Linked DNA regions of Mus musculus: regions 1 and 2 are each linked to region 3. A link is a contact called in public HiChIP or PLAC-seq data. All regions are on one chromosome and are shown on one strand. Each heading gives the region's core, a stretch centred on a gene start, on an enhancer-like site or on the middle of the called end of the contact. The rest is flanking DNA. Distances are from core to core; before and after follow the strand shown. Region 1 holds the start of Limch1 (LIM and calponin homology domains 1). Region 2 has its middle 22 kb from the start of Limch1. Region 3 overlaps Limch1 (LIM and calponin homology domains 1).

Evidence for each region. HiChIP or PLAC-seq counts read pairs in DNA pulled down with a chosen protein or histone mark.
Region 1: an H3K4me3 HiChIP or PLAC-seq map of forebrain shows a contact between it and region 3, with 7 times the contacts expected there. The contact joins the promoter of Limch1 here to the enhancer-like site in region 3. A contact is called at or near these places in 8 of 39 promoter capture datasets (the 3T3-L1 cell line, embryonic stem cells, liver and 3 more), 3 of 484 Hi-C or Micro-C datasets (the HL-1 cell line, bone marrow-derived macrophages and embryonic fibroblasts), 19 of 115 datasets of contacts at active chromatin or transcription factors (VIP interneurons, craniofacial prominence, embryonic basal ganglia and 12 more) and 3 of 9 other capture datasets (adipose tissue, embryonic stem cells and liver).
Region 2: an H3K27ac HiChIP or PLAC-seq map of neural progenitor cells shows a contact between it and region 3, with 8 times the contacts expected there. The contact joins two enhancer-like sites. A contact is called at or near these places in 3 of 15 datasets of contacts at CTCF or cohesin (the NIH/3T3 cell line, embryonic stem cells and large pre-B cells), 16 of 484 Hi-C or Micro-C datasets (bladder smooth muscle, bone marrow-derived macrophages, cerebral cortex and 6 more) and 12 of 115 datasets of contacts at active chromatin or transcription factors (VIP interneurons, cardiomyocytes, differentiating embryonic stem cells and 5 more).

What each region holds. Positions count from the first base shown.
Region 1 is chr5:66,744,190-66,747,784 of GRCm38.p6, forward strand. It overlaps Limch1 (LIM and calponin homology domains 1), which reads left to right and starts at 1,700. Exons shown (of 26, transcript NM_001001980.3): 1 at 1,700-1,816. The coding sequence starts at 1,721.
Region 2 is chr5:66,721,669-66,725,127 of GRCm38.p6, forward strand. No RefSeq gene overlaps it. Among named protein-coding and RNA genes, the nearest start is that of Limch1, 22 kb to the right of the region's middle. Within about 2 kb of position 1,628, at least 18 of the 459 cell types and tissues checked have an H3K27ac peak or open chromatin away from gene starts, as enhancers often do. A contact at or near this core is called in neural progenitor cells and oligodendrocyte precursor cells, where this site is marked.
Region 3 is chr5:67,009,473-67,012,905 of GRCm38.p6, forward strand. The region is part of intron 13 of Limch1 (LIM and calponin homology domains 1); the gene reads left to right. Among named protein-coding and RNA genes, the nearest start is that of Gm33040, 12 kb to the left of the region's middle. Within about 2 kb of position 1,654, at least 49 of the 459 cell types and tissues checked have an H3K27ac peak or open chromatin away from gene starts, as enhancers often do. A contact at or near this core is called in VIP interneurons, adipose tissue, embryonic fibroblasts and 5 more, where this site is marked.

The sequences.
Region 1 (3,595 bases), core at 450-2,949, 270 kb before region 3:
GAGCTTACTGAGCCACAGATGAAGTGACTGAGCAAAACTAAGGGGTGATAGAAGGAAGTGGGCAAAGGTGGGAAACCAGGGGGGTTTAGCATTCCTGGGCCTGAAGGGAGGAATGGGTCAAGAGGAGACAGGACCCAAGGAAAGAAGACATATGTTGCTTTAGAGTGGTGGTGTCAGTCAATCCTCAGGGAGACACCAGCGTAAATACCCAGTTTCCTTCTCCACTTGTCCCTCCTCCAGGCCTCTCCCAGCATGCTTGCCTCCCAAATGCACTGGTGCAGCCATTTCAAGAGCAACATGAGCAGCTTATTAAAAATCAACTGGCACCTTCTCTCCTCAACACAGGCCATCTCTTACCAGATAGCTCATTCTACAACATCTTTTGATTCCCATGTTTATTGTCTGCTCCCCAGTGTGAATATCGGTATTGTGAATATCTAGAGAAATACATACAGAGAACGGTGTCTCATATAGCTCAAGTTGGCTTGTGCAATGGATGACTTTGAATTTCTGATCTTCTGCTTGCACCTAGTGAGTGCTGGGATTATGAGCTTGTACTTCCAAGGACATGACGCTGGGGACAGAAAGCAGGGTGAGCTGCATGCTGGGTAAGCGTTCTACCAACTGAGCTATATCCCAGTCTAAGTGTACGTATCTTGAAGGCAAGTTCTTAGAATTGTGTCTTGCTGTGATGAAACACCATTATCAAAGCAACGGGGGAGGAAAGGGTATTGGCTTACATTTCCCTATCTCGCTGTTCCTAATCAAAGGAAATTAGGACAGGAATTCAAGCAGGGCAGGAGCTGATGCAGAGGCCATAGAAGGGTGCTGCTTGCTAGCTTGCTCTTCATGGCTTGCACAGCCTACTTTCTTATAGAATCCAGGACCACCAGCCTAGGGATGGTGCCACCCACAATGGGCTAGGCTCTCCCTCGCATTTTCTCAGTTAAGGTTCCCTTGTTTCAGATAATTCTAACATGTGTCAACTTGACATAAAACTAACCAGCACACATTTTAGGAGTTTTTGTTTGTTTGTTTGTTTGTTTGTTTTTGTTTTATCCCTCCCTGCCCCCACCCCACCCCCCATTCCCAATCCGGCAGTCCTAGGTTCCTAGCTTGGTGGTTGGAGAATAATAAGAGCTGAATAAATCCTGTGAATGAGTCAACAGGCTAAGGCCCAGGTAGCTTGCGGGGAGTCCCTCCCCTTTTAACAGAAAGATCTGGCGGTTGCCTTGTGAACACCTTAGAGTGCTGGGTCCGGAGCTGCAGCTCTAGGCCTCAGGTCTGTAGCTGGGAGGGACAGCAGGTGCCAGTCAGTCCTCCAGTTCTGCCGCAGTAGTGCTGTTTCCCCGCCCAGCTTCACCCAAGGTGCAGCTCGACCTGCTACCCAAAGTAGCCGGCCGGAGGCAGGACAAGCGGGGTGGCGGGCCGTGTTCCTCCCACGGTCCTTGCATGAGCCCGGGAAGGACGCCCGGAGCTCCTGGCAGGTTATTTTTAGTTGGGGGAGGGGACGAAGCGGCGGGCCCGGGCGCCACTGGCTGAGGTGGCCACGGTGTCCTCCGGCAGTGCGCGCCGCTGTCCTCCGGGACCTGCGCTCGGTGGGGGCGGGGAAGGCGGCTGGAGAGCGCGGCGGGCGGGAAGGGGCGGAGAGCGCGCTCCTGCGGAGGAGGCTGTGCTCATCCCGGCGGCCGAGCGCTCCAGTACTCGCCGGGCTTCGCAGATGGCTTGCCCCGCTCTCGGTCTGGAAGTCCTTCAACCCCTGCAGCCCGAACCACCTCCGGAGCCTGCCTTCGCCGAGGCACAGAAGTGGATCGAGGTAGGTGCCGCCACCGGCGGGCGGCCTTGCAGGGGCGCCCCAAGCTGCTGCCCCGAGAGCAGCGACCTCAGGTCCAGCCTTCCCCCACTTTCGTGGCCAGCTTCCCCAGGTCATCCTCCGCGGCCTTCGGAAGACTGAGATCCCTTGGCGTTGGGGCTCTGGGATGGTGGGCGTGAACAGGGGGGACACTGCGGTCTAGCTGTGCGCCCAGGGGCAAGAGGCTGTCCCCTGCGCCTTCATCCCTGCTGCCTGCGGAGCTCGCAATCTCCGCTTGGTTTGCAAGTGCTGCTACGGAAAGCGCAGTGCGAGCCGTAGCGCTGCAAAGGCTACAGGGGCTCGAGCTTCCAGAGCCCTTTGCGGGAGCCGCATTTCGGGGTGTCCCGCTCACTGCTCCACATTCCCTTGGCCTCTCTCTTCTCCCTTCCGGAGCAGAGTTGGCAGTATCACCACTGAGGCTCATACCCATCCAAGCCTCTTGGCTGTGTTCTGGCACCCGTTCAGGTGCAAGGTTGGCGCAGAGCACAGCGTAGGGGGGAACCTGCAAGACCTAGTTGTGAGTGCGCTATCCGTAGACACGCTGCCCAGCTATCGGTTGTCCCAGAGACCGCAGGGTGGGCTGCAGCAGGCCCCGTACCGGGCCAGGTTGGCACATTTCACTTCTTAAATGACTCGGTGGAAGGCCAAGGAAATCACTGGAGCTCTCGGCTCAGTCCAGGAAGCGCTCGCTGGGTGATCCTGATTCATGATGTCTATCTGCAGGTGCAGCTCAGTAGCCCTGCTATTCTGAAACAATCCGGTCTTTGGGTTCAGGACGCGTGGAGGGCGAGAGTGGGAGAGGTGATTTGTGATCCACTCTTGGAATTCCTATGAACCACCTTTTAAAATGCCTTGTAGAAGAGGAATTTGGCTAAATGGCGCGCAACCCCCTTGGCCTGAGAGTTCAAAGGAGGATGTGTGCAGCTAAGTCGTGACCAAGCAAGAATACGCTTCAGAGAACTCAGATGGTCGCTTAGCGACCCCATCCCCACCCTTGGGACAGCCCAGGTCTCCAATGTTGGTAGGGTGATAGAACTATAGGGCTGTATATTTAAACCTGCTGGGTTGCCTGCAGAGGCTATTGCTGGAAGGCTCAGCCACAGGCCGCCACCTTTCAGGGTCAACCAGCTTCATGGATGCAAAAAAGCTCCTTAGCGTTTGGAGCCATCTATTTAAAAACGGAACTAAGGAAACAATATATACCAGGCACCATTACTAAAAGTCAGGGCTGGCTTGTCTCTTGTAACTACCAGATGTAACTTACTACCAGATGAGAAAACGACGTTAGCCTCTTATTTTTGATGGAAGGCTTATTTTGATGGAAGGCTTGGAGCATGACAGGTGTTCTCTCTGAGTTTGGGGCTCACAGGCTCACTGGAGACAGTAGTGGAGAGTTGTGTGACAGCTTCTTTCAACTTCTTGAATTTTTTGGGGGGGAAATTAGCCTCTGTTTTCTCATAGGCACGTGATTTATTCCCAGTTTCTTTGATAGTAACTGATAGTAATTTATAGTAATATTGACATACATGTCCTGCCTTTAAAAGTGCATTGTGGTATAAACTCCATGCAGGATAGAATGCAAATCTGAATCTCACATCTCTGTGAATTTTGGAATATGTACACATATTTATTACATCTCCCCATAGATCAAAATATATAAAGATTTTTTTTTCCTGTTGGTATTTCAGGCTAAACATTACACAGTGTAGAACATTAGCTTTCATATCAGCTTGAGGAAAGGAA
Region 2 (3,459 bases), core at 378-2,877, 290 kb before region 3:
GAACCCTAAAATAGTTAGTATTTGCCTGGGCCTTGGGGAAACTGGGAAGTAACAGGAGTGAGTAATAACAGGGATGGGACTCCTCCTTCTTGGGTAATGGGTACTCTGAAATTGGCTCCAGTGGTGGCACAGGACTAAATATACTGAAGCCGTGCGGCTGTGCACTTTACATGGCTGGACTGTATGGCACGTGACTTATAATTCAACCAAGCTGCTTTATAAAGGGCTCAAACTCTCTTCCAGCTACATGCACATCATATATATTACAGATATTTTAAAAATTGGAAGCAGACCCTAGAGATAGATTAGCCTACTTTTCCTCCTAAATATGTATTAGGTGTCTACTTTGATCAAAGCATAGTGGTAGAATCCCGTGGAAATTCAAATCTGAACAGGGCATGCCTCTCTCTCTGAGAAACTCACAAAATGACTGCTGCCAGTCACTTGGCTTCTAGCTGCTGTGGTCTGCAGATGGTACGGATTATAAACTTCACCTGCCCAAATTACCTTCCCAAACTTGAGTGTGCTGAGGTCGGCAGTTAAGAGAATCAGGAGGATGGGACTATATTGTAAGAAGCCAAACTAAAACAATTTAAATGTCTTTGTGGGGTAGGTGTAGAGGGGCCCAGATGGGATGGCTTGAACTGAGGAGGAGTTGTGGGGGAGAAAAAAAGAAGGGGAAAGGATATAATTATATCTTAATTAAAATTTAAAAAATTATCAAAAAAAAATAAGGTGCATCTAGAAGGTTGGGCCAAGTGGCCCATGGGACCTGAATGACTGAGGTGTTTTGTGCAAATAGACTAGGTGTCTCCGAAATACTGCTTGTGACAAAGCATCGTCAGAGATCTGTAGGAGCATCCCCACCAAGAAAGGGAACAGTGGGTTAGAAATCAGAAAGGCTGGTCGGTCATCAATGTGTTTAAATAGAAGGGCCAGCAAGACGGTTCAGCAGGAAAAGGTGCTTGTGGCCAAGCCTGACAGCCTGAGTTTCATATCCGAGAACTAAATGGTAGAAAGAGAGAAATGGCTCCCACAAGCTGACCTCTGACACCCCTCCCCCCCAATGAATACACATGTTAAAAAAACTAAGGGAAATGTGGTTAACGGGAGTCAGTGCGTGTCTGGCTGGACTTAACTCGGAAGTGTCGTGAGACAGTGCTCAGCTGGGACTGGAAGTTTTATTGGCGCGCAACTGGGAATCTTTGGGGGTACATATGCTGCCATTCAAGCTTTAAAATATCACGAAGGGCAACCACATAATCCCCTGAAACTTTCTTTAGTCTCTCTGAATCAAACCAGAGGGCAATTGGGTTGCCCCCTCTCTTGGCTCAGCGGTTCGGACTGACTTCTATCTTGTACGTATTTTTCTTTTAAAGGAAGGATTTGCTTGTCCAAAATGGGAAGAGAGTCGTGACTGGCAGTCTTTGTCCGGCACACGATACAATCTGGGACAAAGGTTTCTGTGTTTGCTCTGTGCTCAACAGGATGTATTTTAGACATGATTTTTTTTTCTCCTTCTTCAAAGCCTTATTCCTCCAGTAGCCATGGAACTGCACAGAGAACATCGGGCTCCATATGACTGGGGTCTGGCCCTGGGGTTTACAGTCTTGGCAGTAAGGAGCTATTTCCTGGTACAGGAACCTAGAAGAACTACTTTCCTGTTATGTCAACTGTCCAACCCTGCTATCTCCTCCTCCAGGGATCCAGTGAATCAGACTGCTTTGGTGGGGAGAGGGAAAATCCTATTCAGGCTTCAGGACTGGGAAGCAAGATTTCTTATTGTACAAATGCCTATGCAAAGCAGGAATTAAAATGCACGGCAAGGCTTCCTGAGTGCGGCAGACTCCGAAAATCATGACATTCATTCGTTAACCCCTTGAGCATGCAGACGAAGGTCAGCACAGAATACACTAAGCATCTGAAAAAAGCTGAAGAGTTGAGGCCATCTTAGGAGGAGTCATTTGTGCCTATGTGTGTTTCCCAGAATGGCTTGCTAATAGCCCTCCGCTTTCTGTCTTCTGGCCTCAGCCTTCTGAGTGCTGGGATTACAAGAGAATGCTACCACTCACTACAGGTTCTACTATATTTTGAAGTGAATTTTTTTTTTAAAAGTGCAAATCCCAGCTATTTATAGGATTGAGTTCTGGTACTTCCAAGAAGTTGGGCCACTTGAGATTTTCAAGCCCATGTGCTGAGAAAGACAAGTGTCCTAGAGTGCTTTGGTCTGCTGACACTGTCTCCAACCAAGATCAAGGCCTTTGAAAAAGAAAATGGGGTGTTGGTGAGTTCTGTTCTCGTTTTGATGTAACGATTGATTCTTGAGATTGGAGTCAGAGAAATGGCTGAGACTTTGATCCAGAGGATGCTATAGCTACATTATCTCAGTGTAATCTCTCCTTATTTGACTACTGGTCAAATATTTGCTCTGGAAAAACAACATTGCTTACGGGTTGGAGTTGTCCCAACTCTGTTTTTGAGTTTATAGGTTGACACTGTTTGTCTGAAGGCTTGTACACTCTGTTTATTTTCTTAACTTTTGTTATAAAAGGAGCCTGAGCTCTGCAGATTTGTAAATAAATCATATCTCATTGTACTGAACCTGGCTTACATTCTTGGTGGATCATATCAACATCGGCAGAATGTTTAAATAAACATGCACCAGAAGGTGAGACAGAGGTTACACAGTTTTTTTCTCCCTTTCCTACAAAGCTCCTTTGGCCTTCTGAATTCACTCTTAAATTTTTTCATTTGATTTAACAAAAGTTAAAAATTAAAAACTTTCATGAGGGATCTCAGTTAAAAAAAATCCAACTATTAATATTCCTGGCTGTGAGAGCAATAATCTTTTATCAATCACTCAATCTAAACAAATTCTTAAATAAAAAAAAATCACAGCCTTTAAGTCAGTGGTTCTCAACCTTCCTAATGCTGTGACCCTTTAATACCTCATGTTGTGGTGACCCCCAACCATAAAATTATTTCATTGTTACTTCATTACTGTAATTTTACTACTGTTATGAATCGTAATGTAGATTTCTAATATGCAGCCCCAAAGGGGTCGCAACCCACAGTTTAAGAACCATTGCTTTGAAGTGTTGCAATATAAAATTACTATCTGCTAGAGATATTTTCTATTTATAATATCAATAAGATGAACGTTTTTCCTATCAGAGATGGATGTACATGAGTTATAACATTGAATTTCCTTTATGGAGCTGGTGAGACCCAGTACCCTTAACTTGGTGCTATAATAGGGTTTATCTCTTGAACACAGTTGATACACGACCTTCATCAGGCCAATCACTGTCTCTTGAGCTTCAATGACTGGTCCCAAAGAGCTATGTGATCCAACATTCGTCTTTTACTGTAATTTTTAGCTATGGATTAGAAACAATTCTTTTTTTCTTTCTTTGATCAAGGAGTTATTGGAATATAGGTCCATCCCTGTAGGCTACC
Region 3 (3,433 bases), core at 404-2,903:
GACCCACTCTAAACGTGGATGGCATCATCAAATAGTCTGAGGAACAGGGAGAATGGGAGCTGAGCACCAGCGTCCATCTCTTCTTTCCGACAGCAGACGCAGTGTGGCCAGCACCCTCGTGCTCCTGCTGCCATGACGGACTGTATCCCCTTGAACCAAGAGCCCAAGGCAGCCTCCCTCCCTTATGTTGCTTTCACCCTGTATTTTTACCACAACAAGAGACTTGGCTAGTGCAGTCTCCCTCAAAGCTATCTCCACGGTGGTGCTGGCGGTTTCTGTCCGCCGTTGTCAGTCACGCTTGCATTTGGATCTCCTCCCTGCTTGGTGGTCTGAAAATGACCCTCTCCCAAATTACCTCAAGAACTCCATGCAGTAGGCCAAACACGGCCTGAACATGGTTAAGTAAGTGTCTGACTTCAGTTTGTGTATAGAAGTAAGTACTGGAGCACTATTACCTAGACTAATACATGCCAGATAGTTACTGTGAGATTGCACATCTGCCAAGCACTTAGCTTGGTGTCCAGGTGACTTGTAGCCCACAGGAGCCCTTATTTTTTGTATTACCATAATCAAGTACAAGGTAAAATAGTACATTTTCCCCCTAGAAATACAAAATAGGGAGAAATATAAAGATTTGGGGAATTTACATAAGATTATCGAAATTACCATTTTGAGCAGATGTGAATTTTATATGTATGAGATGGATTTTTTTGTCTTCTCCCAGCTGCTGGTGTCCGTCAGTCCAGTTCATTCCCTAAAAGTCAGGCAGCTGTCAACAGCTCTTTCTAGGAGACTCTATCGCTTATTTCTTCCCCTGGCTCTTTCTGTATCTGTTGTGTTCTCCAGTCTTGGCTCTCTTCTACCACCTGGGCTTCCAAGATTCCACTCTCCAGGCACAGAGACCCCCGGTCACTCCATTTCATGAAGACTGACCAAACTTCTCTCACACAGTCACTCATCCCCAATGTCGGAGCCCCCAGTGGTCGATGGCAGTTCTTGTGTGATGAGCCAAGCCCGGCTCTTGGGTACCTCAAGCACTCTGTGAGCTTTTCTCAGACTGAGTGATGAGGTGGGGCTGTTTGTCCCTTGTCTTCAACAAGCTTGTGGCCCTCCTCAAAAAAAAAAAAAAATCAGCAGTTTCCTTCTGTTTTCTGACCCAGGGGAACAATCAGATCTTTCTTGCTCCTTCTGCTTCTCAGTGAGGGCAGGACAAAGGCATCCGGGTAGGCGCTGTTTGCCTCGCAGTTGACACCAACTGCAGATTCCTGTCAAATGTCGACAGGAAAGTGTTTTTCCCCAACCAGAAGTCATCTTAAGGTTGGTAGATTAATGTTCTTGAAATGAAAATCTATTAAATACTAACGTATATCTGTATATAAAAATTGTTTAGCAATTTCAAGATGATATGTGCCAGAGGAGATAAATTGAACACAGCCCATCTTTAGTGGCTTGAAAAGCATCCAGTAGCTAGCATGGTCCAAATGTGTGTGTGGCGGGGAAGGTAATTAAAGCGTAGAGGAATGGATCTGCTGGCTTGCTGCTTCTCCTTCTAGTGGGGACAGATTCTTAAGGCAAAAGGAGAATCACACGCATAGCAATGTGGCACTGGGTCATAGTGCCAGGACACAAATACACTGGTTTTCCAGGCTTGCGTCCAGTTAGTCAAGGCCTGGAGCCAGAAAATCTCTCACCATCCCAGAATAGTCCCAGGAAGGTCCTTGGACATCGCCATTTAAACGATGGAGGTCAAACGATGAGCTGTAGCTTAGGTATTGGGCCGGCTCTCACCCTTCTGCCTTAACGGCTGTCGTCCATCCCTGTGATTGCTTCAGCTACCATCCATCCTGTGATTGCTCTCTGCCAATCTGACAAGGCTGGGGAGCAGCCAGTAGCTAGGTAGATTTTTGTGGCTAAACGGTGTGATTCTGAAGCCAGGAATCTGCCTCCTCCTGCCTCTGGTCTTGGAGCTGAGTCAGGCAGTAAGGCTAGTTTGGATGGAGTTCTTGGTGAAGGGGACGCCAACTCCTGGCTTAGCCTCACGCACACCCTTCCGTGTGCTCATTCATTCCCTTCCAGGACTCTGTTTTTGTTTGTTTTCATCCTTGAAAAACTGTTTCCAGTGGAAGGATGGAAGACCTATCTTCCGAGCTGTAACCAAAGGGACAGAACGCACGAGTCAGAAAGCACATTCGCCAGCAAGGGTGTGTTTTAGGAGCAAACCTCTGATTCTATCTGGGCTGGTTAAGACTGCCAACTTTGAACTCATTTCCTTGGATGTAATGCCATTAATACAGAAATAACAAGCATTCAGGATGGAGAAGCCAGACTTGGGTTCATTAAACCAGCTTTGGGAATTTCCCTTGATTACAGATAGCCTTTGTGTGCTACAGAGCTCAGAAAACTTTATAGAAAAATAGAAGGTGCCTGGTACATTACCACTTTTAAATTCATTTTTTAAAAATAGCCCCTTCTTTCTCTTGGTGCATATAAAGAGTTTTAAGTTGAGTTTCAGCCTTCTTGACACTCTCTCTCTCTCTCTCTCTCTCTCTCTCTCTCTGAACATTTAGCTAGTGGTGGCTTGATTTGGGTGAATAGTATGCATTTAAACTAAGCGTTTGAGCATGGATTGCATAGATGATGCATTTATTTTAGAACGACATTTGTTTTCCACCCTGAATGGCACTCTGAATGGCTGGCTGCCTGGCTGGGGACAGCACGGTCTTGGCTGCTCTGGGGCTGACTGAACTGCCTCCTGCCCTGAAGGATTCCAGGAAGTTCTAACCTTCTGCAGAATAATGAACAGTTGGTCCGGGGCAGAAAGGGAAGAGAAATGGCAGCTTGGATTGTTTCTGCAGTGAACTTGAAAGTCTCAGTACTTAGTTTCTTCTTCTGGGTCAGAAACTCTTAAATCCTGAGAGATCACCAATGGTAAATATGGCTCTCAGGCCACTGATGGCCTGGGTTGAGGATTGAACCAGTTTAGAGTTTCCACCTCTCTGGCCTCCTGGCACTGGGACCCTTGCGAGCCACTTACCTTCAGCCTTTGTGAAGGAACCAGGCTGATACTGTCTAAGATCACCCTGATGGTTAAATGCTACCATCCGTGTCAAGGGCCTCAGCAGCAATGATGCCTGCTAAATGACTAAATATTAATCCTGGTAACCGTAGTACGGCCATTACTGAGCCATGCAGAATACCAGGATGTAAGGTCTTAACCATCATTTCAGGGTGAACTAACTGTATAGAAAATAACTTAGCAATCTGAGAAGTCTCAAAGGTAGATACCTGTTAGCCATGCATAACTAAAATATTACTGAGATGTGATATGCCCGTTACATAATAAGGTAATTAATGCTGGTGGATCGTGTCCCGTTAGTGTTATGCATTGTGTTGAAAGGGCTTCAGTGGTGCTCTTGTTTTTTTTTTTTTTTTT